Linked DNA regions of Sus scrofa: region 2 is linked to region 1. The links are chromatin contacts, called in public HiChIP or PLAC-seq maps. All regions are on one chromosome and are shown on one strand. The core of a region is the stretch at or near the end of the contact, and the rest is flanking DNA. Distances in the headings are between cores, read along the strand shown.

Region 1 (5,336 bases), core at 2,079-4,578:
TGTGACCTACACCACAGCTCACGGCAACGCCGGATCCTTAACCCACTGAGCAAGGCCAGGGATCAAACTTGCATCTTTGTGGATACTAATTGGGTTTGTTAACCACTGAGCCATGATGGAACCTCCTAGATTTTTTATTTTGTTTTGTTTTTACTAGTGTTATTATTTTTTATTTTATGGCTGCACTCATGGCTTATGACATTCCTGGGCCAGCAGAATCTGAGCTGCAGCTGAGATCTGCCTTTGGCAACACCAGATCCTCTAACCCACTGTGCTGGGCGGGGATCGAACCTGCACCTGCACCGTGACCCAAGCCACTGCAGTCAAATTCTTAACCCACTGTGCCATGGCAGGAACCTTAGAAATCTGTATTTGGATGAATTTTAAAAAGAAAGAGTAGGAGTTCCCTTTGTGGCACAGCAGAAACGAATCCAACTAGGAACCATGAGGTTGGGGGTTTGATCCCTGGCCCCGCTCAGTGGGTTGAGGATCCAGCATTGCTGTGAGCTGTGGCATAGGTCAGCAGCTGTAGCTCCAATTAGACCCCCTAACCTGGAAATCTCCATATGCCATTGGTGCAGCCCTGAAAAGACAAAAGACAAAAGCAAACAAACAAATGACAACAAAAAACCCCACAAAAACAAAGATTACATAGCTTTAATAATAATAATAATAATAATGATAATGATAAGGATATGGAATTTCGTCTAGTATCCAAGTGAATACATTTTTAGACTTGAATCTGGCTCTTGTCATTTGCAAGCATTGTGACCTGGGTAAGTTAATTACTTAACCTCTCCGAATATTTGATTTTTCATCAATAAAATGTGTAGCAACTTGCACATCACAGGACTGTTGTAAAGATTAAATTCAATAGTGCATACAAAGTCCTCCTCAGATCCTAGTTCTTAAGAAGCAGTAACTGATAGATATAATTATGCAGAGACTAGCTTCAGTGATGCATATTTATTGGTACCTCCTTGGTCAATCGTTTGAATCCAGTGTACTTGGCTGAGCTTCAGCACAGATATCTAACTGCTGATGGGACGCTCTGCTACACAGGCACCTCTATGATTCAGAGGGTCCACAGCCAGCTTTTCCTATTTCAGTGGCATCCCCTCCCCGCCCCCCAACAGAAAACCTTTGCCTTGCCCTCCCTAAGCAAACTGATAAGCAAGTGCTGGGGCTCTTGCTCGCACTATGCCTCATTAACATCTCTCCTGTGTGACTACTTGCCTTCATCTATTGTGAATTCCACCATCACTGACACTGCGTCCTCATCTTACCACGTAGCCTTCTCTTGGGCGGTGACTGTCAGCTTGCCCTTCCTAAGCTGCAATTCTAATAGGGGTGCTTCCATGCTTAAACCCCTTTAAATTAGGAGGCTGGGTGTGTAACATATACACACTACTATATACAAAATAGATAAATAACGAGGACCTACTGTATAGACCCCTTTAAGTTAGAAGGTTGGGATTTACATATATACACCACTCTATGTAAAATAGATAAATAGCAAGGACCTACTATACAGAACAGGGAAATCTACTCGATACTCTGTGATAACGTGTATGAGAAAAGAATCTGAAAAAGAATGGATGTATGGGAGTTCCCATCATAGCTCAATGGTTAATGAATCCAACTGGGAACCTTGAGGTTGCAGGTTCTATTCCTGGCTTTGATCAGTAGGTAAAGGATCCGGCGTTGCTGTGAGCTATGGTGTAGGTTGCTGCTGTGAGCTATGGTGTAGGTTGCAGACACAGCTTGGATCCTGAGTTGCTGTGGCTCTGTCATAGGCCGGCAGCTACAGCTCTGATTAGACCCCTAGCCTGGGAACCTCCATATGCCACGTGTGCAGCCCTAGAAAAGATAAAAAGACAAAAAAAAATGCATATATGTATATGCATAACTGATTCACTTTGCTGTGCACCTGAAACTAATACAACATCGTAAGTCAACTATACCCCAATAAAGTTAAAAAAAAAAACAAAAAACCTTTAGGGGCCCTGATTATAGCAGGGAATACATGGCTTCTCAAAGATTTGACCTTCAGCTTCCTTCTAGGCGCTCTCTCCTCGCTTCCCTCCCTCCTTCACCTACACTCTGCCCCGGAAGGCTGAAGGACTGAATTAGCCACACCCAGAACCATGCTTCAGGCTAACGCTCATCGCCAGCAGTGCCACCCTCCTCCGTGTGTTCCTGGAGACACCCCGACCCCACCTTCTTCACCTGGCAGACATCTCCTTTTCCTTCAAGACAGGCTTTAATCATCACCTCCTGAGAAGTTTAGAAACTTTTCCCAAGTTAAAGTGCAAAGACACTGCTAACACTTCTCAGCTCCATCTCCACTGCTAGACTGTGGCCAGGCTTTTCCTCCCAGCATCCAAAGGAATGGTTCCCGGGATAAAAGATATTAGTTAGACAAATGCCTTTACCAAAACACAACAACATCATAGAAAATTATTCGATTCATATTGAAACTCTGACTAGGAAATAGATGGTAAATATTTATAGTTTCTCTGACTAGAAGCTTCTCCATTGCCTGCACAGGTAGAGTTATAACATAACTTACTCCATTTACACTGTACAAAATAAAATTTCCACTGTGCTTGTGGAAGCTCTACAGTGTTTTTATAGGCCACGCGGTACATATTTTTCTAATTCATGCAACAGGCTAAATACTTGTGCACTTTTAGAAAGTATTTGTTCATTTTCTCGGCTCTCAAAGAGGTTAAAGTCTAGACTAGGTGTTAGAGCTGGGTGATTGCCTTGCAAAAGAAGTTCTCGTCCTGCCTGTACTGTGATCACCAGCTCCAGGGGTCTGGTGAAACCCCCTCACACCTGACCGTGATTCTCAGACTAAACCCAGAGCCCAGGACATGTCCTCTCTGTGTGGGGTCCCGTGATGATGTCCTCATTGTGTGGCAATGGGGCTTCCTTCCCACATTGGACTCCAGGATCCCAGGGCTGACAAATCCCCTAGTTAAATGTACCTTTTTTTTTTTTTTTTTCTTCTTTTCTGTATTAATGCTTTTTTTTTTTTTTTTTTTTTTTTTTGGCCATGCCTGTAGCATGCAAAGATTCCCAGGTCAGGGACCCTTCCCTTCTTAACTCCACTGTATCCATGTCCTTTTGATGTTCTAACAAATGACTACAAACACAACAGCTGAAAACAGCACAAACGTATTTTCTCATAGTTCTGGAGGTCAGAAGTCTGAAATGGGTTTCAGTGGAAGAAAAGCCAGGGGCAGGCAGCCTATGTTCCTATCTGGAGGCTCTGGGGGAGAGTCTGTTTTCTCGTATTTCCAGCTTCTAAAGGCCACACACATTCCTTGGCTCATGGCCATCTTCCGCCACGTCAGTGCCAGCGACTGCAGATTGAAGCCTTCTCACATTGCATTATTCTGAACGTCTCTTCTGCCTCCTTCTTCCAGTTTGAAGGGTTACATTGTGATGCCATTGGCCAACCTGAATAAGGCTTAACAATCTTGCAAGATTCTGAGTGATGGGATGGGGACCTCCTTGCGGGAGCAGTGGTCATTATCTGCCTACAACAGTCACCACTTCCATGGTGATTATCATTTTCACGCAAATGTATATAGTAACCTGATTAGTCTCCATCCTTTATGAATGTAATGAGTATTTATTGATTGCTTTGATTATGAAAATGAGTTAAAATATCTCTGCTCCCAGTCTGATTACAATATACACGGCCAAGCAAATAATTATAAAACCGTGAGAAGAGGGCTGGATCTCTTCACTATTTTCCACCAGCCCTGGCAGGAGCTTAAAAGGATTTCTGCAGATAAAATGTTCAGAGAAGAAAGAAGCCAATGCTCAAGCCACGTCCCTGAATGAGATAGGAGATTGGAACATTAGGGGAAGGTTCCCAAAGGCAGGCTTCTCCAGACAGACTCTTGAAAAACGTGCGGAATTTACCAGATAGAGAACAGAGAGAAAATGATGCTTAACAGAGAGGATAGAGAAATCTCTAGACTGTGAGAAAGCGGGTGGGGTTCGGGGAACTGCAGGTACTTTGGGATCTCCAGAGCAGCGCTGTCCAATAAATCTTACTGCAGAGGTGGAAATATTCTGCATCTGGTGATGCCCATCGGAGCTGCCACTGGACACCTGTGGCTCTGGAGCACTTGAGACAGAGGGACTGGGTTTTTAATTTAATTATTTAATTTAATTGAAATCTAAAGAATGTGCATGTGACTAGTGACTGCCCCACTGTCAGCACAGCTGCAGAGCTCAGAGGGTCTCTAGGGAATGACGAGAGGGGATGGAGTTGGGGCAGTGAGTGGAGGTTAGATTACAGGTGGCCTTTCTTGCTATGCAGGGAAGTATGATTTTAGCTTTTAGAGATGGGGTTTTCAAACAGAGTTCCATGGATACTGCTGGTTCTGTGGATGTGGTTGCTCAGAACGGCTGCCAGGGCTGTCGGGAAAGCTGGGGGAGACCCCAGGAAGGCTGAGTGGGTGCGTGGAGGTCTGTTCCCCCTCCTCCCATTAACCCATCTCACGAGTCTCCTTCAGCTGAGCAGCTCCAGTTTTATCATTTTGTTATGTGGGGGTTTTGTACGATATTATGGGGGGAAATGACTGCTTTAGGGAACGACGAGAAACAGGATGACAGATTTGCATTTCTGATAAATCCCTCGATCTAGAGGTTAGATTTTGATGGTAAAGAAGGTACTGGAGGCAGAGAGAGGGGTTGGAAGTTGATCTTGATAGTCTGGACAAGAGAAGGTGCTGCCTAAACTGAGCAGTTGCAGACCAGTGGAGCATCAGGGCAGATTTAAAGGGGACTCAGGCGGGAGATTAGCCAGGCTTTGGTGAGCAGTCACATGCTGGGAATAAGAAAGAAGAAAGAATCTCTGATCACTGCATGGTTTTGAGAGAATTTGTACCAGAATGATAACATTGCAGTTTTCCTTTGGTCCTTGCGCTACTGTAGCAAAGCATTGAAATGGTGGGCATTTTACAAATTTATTAAAGTGAAAGTACATTTTGAGACAGTGAGAGTAAAAAAGGGGGCCTGCCTCAATTTATAGTTGTTTTATATCCTCATCCTGAGGACCTGAGTGGGGACCCACTGATTTCTTCTGCCCCAGCCCCCTATACCCTGCCCCTGCCTAAGGGCTGAGCGTTGCTTGATCTCTGGATGGGGCCTATTTGATCTTCCAGTTGGTTTCAGGCAGGAGACCTTGTTTGCATGGGAACAGGTTATATAGAGGAGGGTGAAGAATGGACCCCATTCCTAGGGAATGAGCAGCTCAGGCTACTCGAGGTGGGCAAGAGACATCACAGTGAGACCCGGCCAGAGGCTTTGGG
Region 2 (5,288 bases), core at 1,112-3,611, 120 kb before region 1:
AAATTAATAATAATTCAAAAAGTGTCAAAATTCTTGTATCATATTCTTAAAGCAGTATGGACTTACTCAAGAGGATGAAGAATACCAGCTTAAAATTGGGCCATGCCTTCCATGTCCTGGACCAGTAAAATGTCAGAACACACTTACAGGAGCTGATTATCCTCATCTCTTCCCAGCTTCAAGTTTAGTGGTGTCAACTTCAAAGTGGCCATGAGAGAAATAATTGCACCATAGAAATTGGCAAGATCTACAAATTGGGGCCTTTTCTCCCCAGCAAGCTGGTTTTGAGGCCTTTACCTATATACTACTGAATGCATGTCATTTGATGTCTGAAGTCATTTATAACCCAAACTGTAATTCTAGTAATAAAGACAGTTGGGTTTTGAAATTTCATAGAAGTGAATTTTGGACATGATAAATGTTCTTAGAACCCAAAGCCCAGCCCCACTCCCAGGGTTTTTTTTTTTTTTTTTTTTTTTTTTTTTTTTTTATTCTGGCTTCACCACTAAGGAGCTATGACACAACTGTACCATTTTCCTAGAGCTGCTGAACAAAGCTCCACAAACTGGGTTGGCCTAGAACAACAGAAAGGTATCATCTCACAGTTCTGGAGGCTGTACATCCAAAATCAAGGGTTGACAGGGTTTGTTTCTTCTGAAGCCTGTGAGGGCAGATTGGTTGCAGGCCTCTCCTCTGGCTGCTGGTGGTTTGCTGGCCAGTTTGGCGTTCTTCGGCTTGTGGCAGCAGGACTCCCATCTTTACATGGCATCTCCCTATGCATGTGGCTGTCTCTTCACATGGCATTCTTTTTATAAGAATCCAGTTGTATTGCAGTTGGAGCTCACCTTCCTGCAACATGACCTTATCTTAATTACATCTTCGGTGACCTTGTTTCTCACATTCAGAGGCTCTGGGTATCAGGACTTCAACACATGAATTTTTAGGAGACATAATTCAACTCATAACAACAACTTATTTAACTTCCCAGTGCCTTAGTTTTGTTACTCTTGAAACAAAGATATTAATAATACCTACATTGTGGGGTTGGCATAAAGATTTAATCATTAGAGCACGTGAAGCCTTTTGAGACGTCTCGTCCCCAGCACACAGTGAGTTGTTGCTAAATGTCAGTTGTCACTGTCACTATTGTTCTCTCCTACTACATGTGCAGAGCCCCGCCTGGAAAGATTTTCTGTTCTGTGTTTCCAAACCCACATTTCCTCCCATCCAGCCACCACCCAAAGTTTTTACCACACACATAAAGATAATACAGAATGTGCTAGGTATGAAAGTCCCAAAGAGGTGAAATTCCTGTGGGAAAAATAGTTATCAGAGCCTTAATGGAGATGTTAGCAGACCTTGAAGATGGGGAGGAAGATTTGAATCCTTTTTTCAAAATCTCTTTTTATGCATCGGAGGGGTTCAAATAACTCATCTCTGAACTTCAACTTCTCATCTGTAAAATGAAGTTAACACAATTATTGCAGTGACCAAATGAGACAGTGTAGGTAAAGTGCTCATCAGATGGCTCAGCTAGAAAAGGTGTGCCATGAATGCAAACAAATGCAGTAGAAGTGCTGTGGGCAGAAATGGACAAATTCTCAGGCTGAGGACTGTGCTTTTGGGCAGAGCAAATCTGGGATTATTATCTCAGTAATTCCACATTCTAGTATAATGTACAGTGACAACTGGTTCCCCAATGATGACACAGGAGCACAGGGACCATGTTATTCAGGGGAACTCTGCAGCGGTTGCTGTTTGGCCCTCAGCAGCTGGGTTGAAGTTGAAGATGGCACTTTGAAATGCGGCCACAGGGGGTCAGTAGTGTGCTGCCGGGCCACTGAGAGGCAAAAACCTGAACCCCTCTGCATATCTTTAAGCCATAAATTTCCTATTCCAAACTAGGAGAAACTTATTCCTCCCATATTTTCAGATAAGTTGACAGATCAGCGTGAAGAAGGTTAGGTCTTCAGCTTCTGAAATAGAATAGGCTCTAACTGCTTCTTAAAGATTCACGAACTATATATGATACGAGTGTGTTTGAAGAAAAGGTGTTTTTATTTAACCTATGATTTGGCCAAGGGTAATGTCACCTATAACACATTTAGATCAGCCCTTTTCAAAGAAAATACACTCAAACATGCCTCTCATTCAAATTAGATTCTACACAATTTCACAGATCTTTGATTTTGGGGATGGTACTTCAGTACCCTGGATCTCATCCTTATGGACAACTGGTCTGAACTTCAATTTCTCATCTTTAAAACAGGGATGTTGCATTTGTCATAGTTAAATGAGAGTGTAGGTGAGGTGCTGATCAGAAAGCCCTACCCAGTGTCTTTCTTATTTGGGGAGGATCCAAAAATGGTTGGGAGACTGGGATTGCCCTACCCCAGTGGAAGCCAGAGGGAGGCAGATCCTTTTTCTTTTTGTGTTTGTTTGTTTTTTCTTTTTTTGGCCCTGTGGCATATGGAGTTCCCCCGGCCAGGGATCAGATCTGAGCCACAGTTGCTACCTCTGCTGCAGCTGCCTTTAATCCACTGTGCCGGGCTCGGGATTGAACCTGCATCCAGGAGCTGCAGAGACATAGCAGATTCCATTATGCCACAGAGGGATCTCCAGATCCCTTCTCTACTCTTGACCACTGGCTGCTAGAGCATGGGTGGGTGGCCAGTCTGGTGGTCCCACTGGGGCTGGGCTTAGGGCCACTTAAATATTATTTGTGATGGCAGCCGTGAGGCTGGTGGCATGGCAGGGTGTGCCCAGGATGAGCAGAGTTCAGCGGGACGTCTGCTGGGCTTTGCTGACCTTATTTTTGGCCTAAACACAGTTCTCCCAAACAATTCCAGGAACTAATTTGTATCCTTGGAGCAAATTCCTGTTGACTTTAAATTAGCCAGAAATCATCTGTCGTTGCTAGTGGCAGAAACACTGAAGTGTGCAAGCTTCAACCTTAAATTTTATAGTAAATATGCAAATTTACTAGTTCAAGAAGGATTCTGGCTGGTGGATTGTTGAGTTTCTCCTGAGTTTTATTCCACAAAAAATCGATGATTGTGAAAAGAACGCTGGATAAATCAAAAGGAGGCTGGTTTCTGGATATTCCAGTATAAATAAATTCCTTGGCACAGAAAGCTGGGTTTCAACCAGACTGCAGTTTGGGGCCAAGAAGATTGTCTGAGGGTGGCTGTGGGCACTCACCCACCTGGGCTGCCTGGATGAGATAGCTGGGTCCTGGCTTATCTTTCTTCCAGCTCACAAGGCTGCACCCAAGCTCTCTTTCCCATGGGGCCAGCTGCTTCTTCTCTGATTCCCCACCCCCACCAGACCTCCAAGAAACTTGAAGGGAAATACCTCTGAAACCATTAGCATGAGGGCAGCAGAAACACTGGGAATGTTTGTGTGTGTGGTTGACACGCTTCAATGTTAAAACACAGATTCCTAAGCATAAATCACATAGCAATACCACGTGACCACTAGCCATTGTAGGATTTTTCCCTTTAGATGATCTTGAAGGTCATATGCTCAGTTTCTAAAGTCAAGTTTCACTTAGTTTTGAAATGTTCATTGTGATTTGAAACCAGTATCTTAGAAACAAATGAGCAAAGTGAAACAAACTCCAAACCACTGTTGTTTATTTCCCCAAACTGCTCTTATCACACTCGCTAGGACGCTTTTCTCGACAGAGAACTCCCATTTCCTTCCTCTCTCTCCCTCGCTCTCTTTCTCTCCACATGGCAAATGTGTAATGCCTGGTTCTAAAGCACCCTGAACTTGGAAAGGTGAATTTTTTCCTCTTGCTCTTCCCTGCTGCCCGCCCTCTCTGCCCTTGCCTTGGGAACAAAGAGGTCAGAAGAGTTGACCTTATAAATGTCTGATGAAAATAGGTTTGCTCTCACGTAATATGGAAAGACGTTTGTATCATCTATATTCTAGGTTGATGATAAGCCGTCTTATACAATTGGTTGATTATGCTGGGGTTCAACTGTCTATTGTGCTGGAAAAGTGGAGTTGGGGGAGGTCCAAGGTAAAGAGATTGGTGGTAAGGGGCGGCTCAACTTAGAGCTTTTACTAGCAGTGAAATCTGAAGCCTTGACAAATCCCTGCAGTGCCCAGGTCCATAAAACAAATTAATGTTTCTTGCATCGTCAATATTTAAAAGCCACTTGGCGCACCATGTTAAGACACCTACGTTTTGAAGCATGTAAGGAAACAGCTGTGATCACATTTATAGTGTCCCGTTCAATAATATGCTTTCAATTCAAGGTGCGTCACTTCAAGTTGGCAATGGTTACAGACACATTTGCATTGGAGTACCTAAAAAAAGTTAAAATGAGATGAATTCTTGGAAACTCAAGAATTCACCTCCCTTTACTTAAAAACCTCTCTTTGAATGCAATGTTTTTGCATGGTGTTTTTTTCCTTCTAATAGCTAAATATATTTGAAATCATTTTAAAGTCTGAAATAACTTTTCTATCCCAAGCAGAGACACGCTTTGCAGCAACCCCTCCTCTTATGAACTCTTCACATACAAATGTTTGGAAAATAGTGAAAAGGATGCTATCTTTCAAAAATAAACCAAGAAAAAAATGTAGGCAGCAAAATCGAATAAAGAGAATGTATCTCACATCGTGAAATAGTAGAAACAAACAAATTTCTTTTTCTTGCATCCCCGATATTTGTAAGTCACTTGAAGCCATTTTGAGACACCTCTGTTTGTAGCAAACGATGGTAACAGCTGGGTTGCTTTTATAGCATTCCACTCAATAACATGCTTTGGAGTTCAGGCTTAGAATTTTAGATTTGCAATTTATAGGCATACTTGCCTCCAGATATTAGAAAACTTTTAAGTTGGATAACATCAAAGAAAAGAAGGCATATCATTCTAATGTAAATTTTTTTAGTTTTAACTCTTTTTTTGCAGGTAAAATATTACTCTTAGTATGATAGCTCTTTTAAAACATCTCTTTAATTTTGAATAATCTGACGATCTCAGACTATCCTTCTTCCTACCAATCAGAGTCATATTTAGCAGTTTATTTCCCTATCCACCCCAAAGGACAAAAAATGCAACCCTACAAACTATTGAAAACAACTTTCTGATGTGGAATATTATTGAATTTTATGATGAGTCTTGTTGAATTCTCCAGTCTTAGGAGGAGAATTGTGCTGGGAAAAACACAGTTGGTAGAGTCTGACCAATCTTTGTCCAAACAGTAGTTCAGTTAGATACCCCTGCACTTGACCTCAGAAAGCCTGGCCTCACTCTTTCTTGAAATGGGTAAAA

Evidence for each region. HiChIP or PLAC-seq counts read pairs in DNA pulled down with a chosen protein or histone mark.
Region 2: an H3K27ac HiChIP or PLAC-seq map of skeletal muscle shows a contact between it and region 1, with 4 times the contacts expected there. The contact joins two enhancer-like sites. A contact is called at or near these places in 7 of 47 Hi-C or Micro-C datasets (alveolar macrophages, embryonic fibroblasts, heart right ventricle and 3 more) and 2 of 2 datasets of contacts at active chromatin or transcription factors (alveolar macrophages and skeletal muscle).

The regions. Positions count from the first base shown.
Region 1 is chr1:26,987,098-26,992,433 of Sscrofa11.1, reverse strand. No RefSeq gene overlaps it. Among named protein-coding and RNA genes, the nearest start is that of IFNGR1, 47 kb to the left of the region's middle. Within about 2 kb of position 3,328, at least 18 of the 83 cell types and tissues checked have an H3K27ac peak or open chromatin away from gene starts, as enhancers often do. A contact at or near this core is called in skeletal muscle, where this site is marked.
Region 2 is chr1:27,105,009-27,110,296 of Sscrofa11.1, reverse strand. No RefSeq gene overlaps it. Among named protein-coding and RNA genes, the nearest start is that of IL20RA, 30 kb to the left of the region's middle. Within about 2 kb of position 2,361, at least 24 of the 83 cell types and tissues checked have an H3K27ac peak or open chromatin away from gene starts, as enhancers often do. A contact at or near this core is called in skeletal muscle, where this site is marked.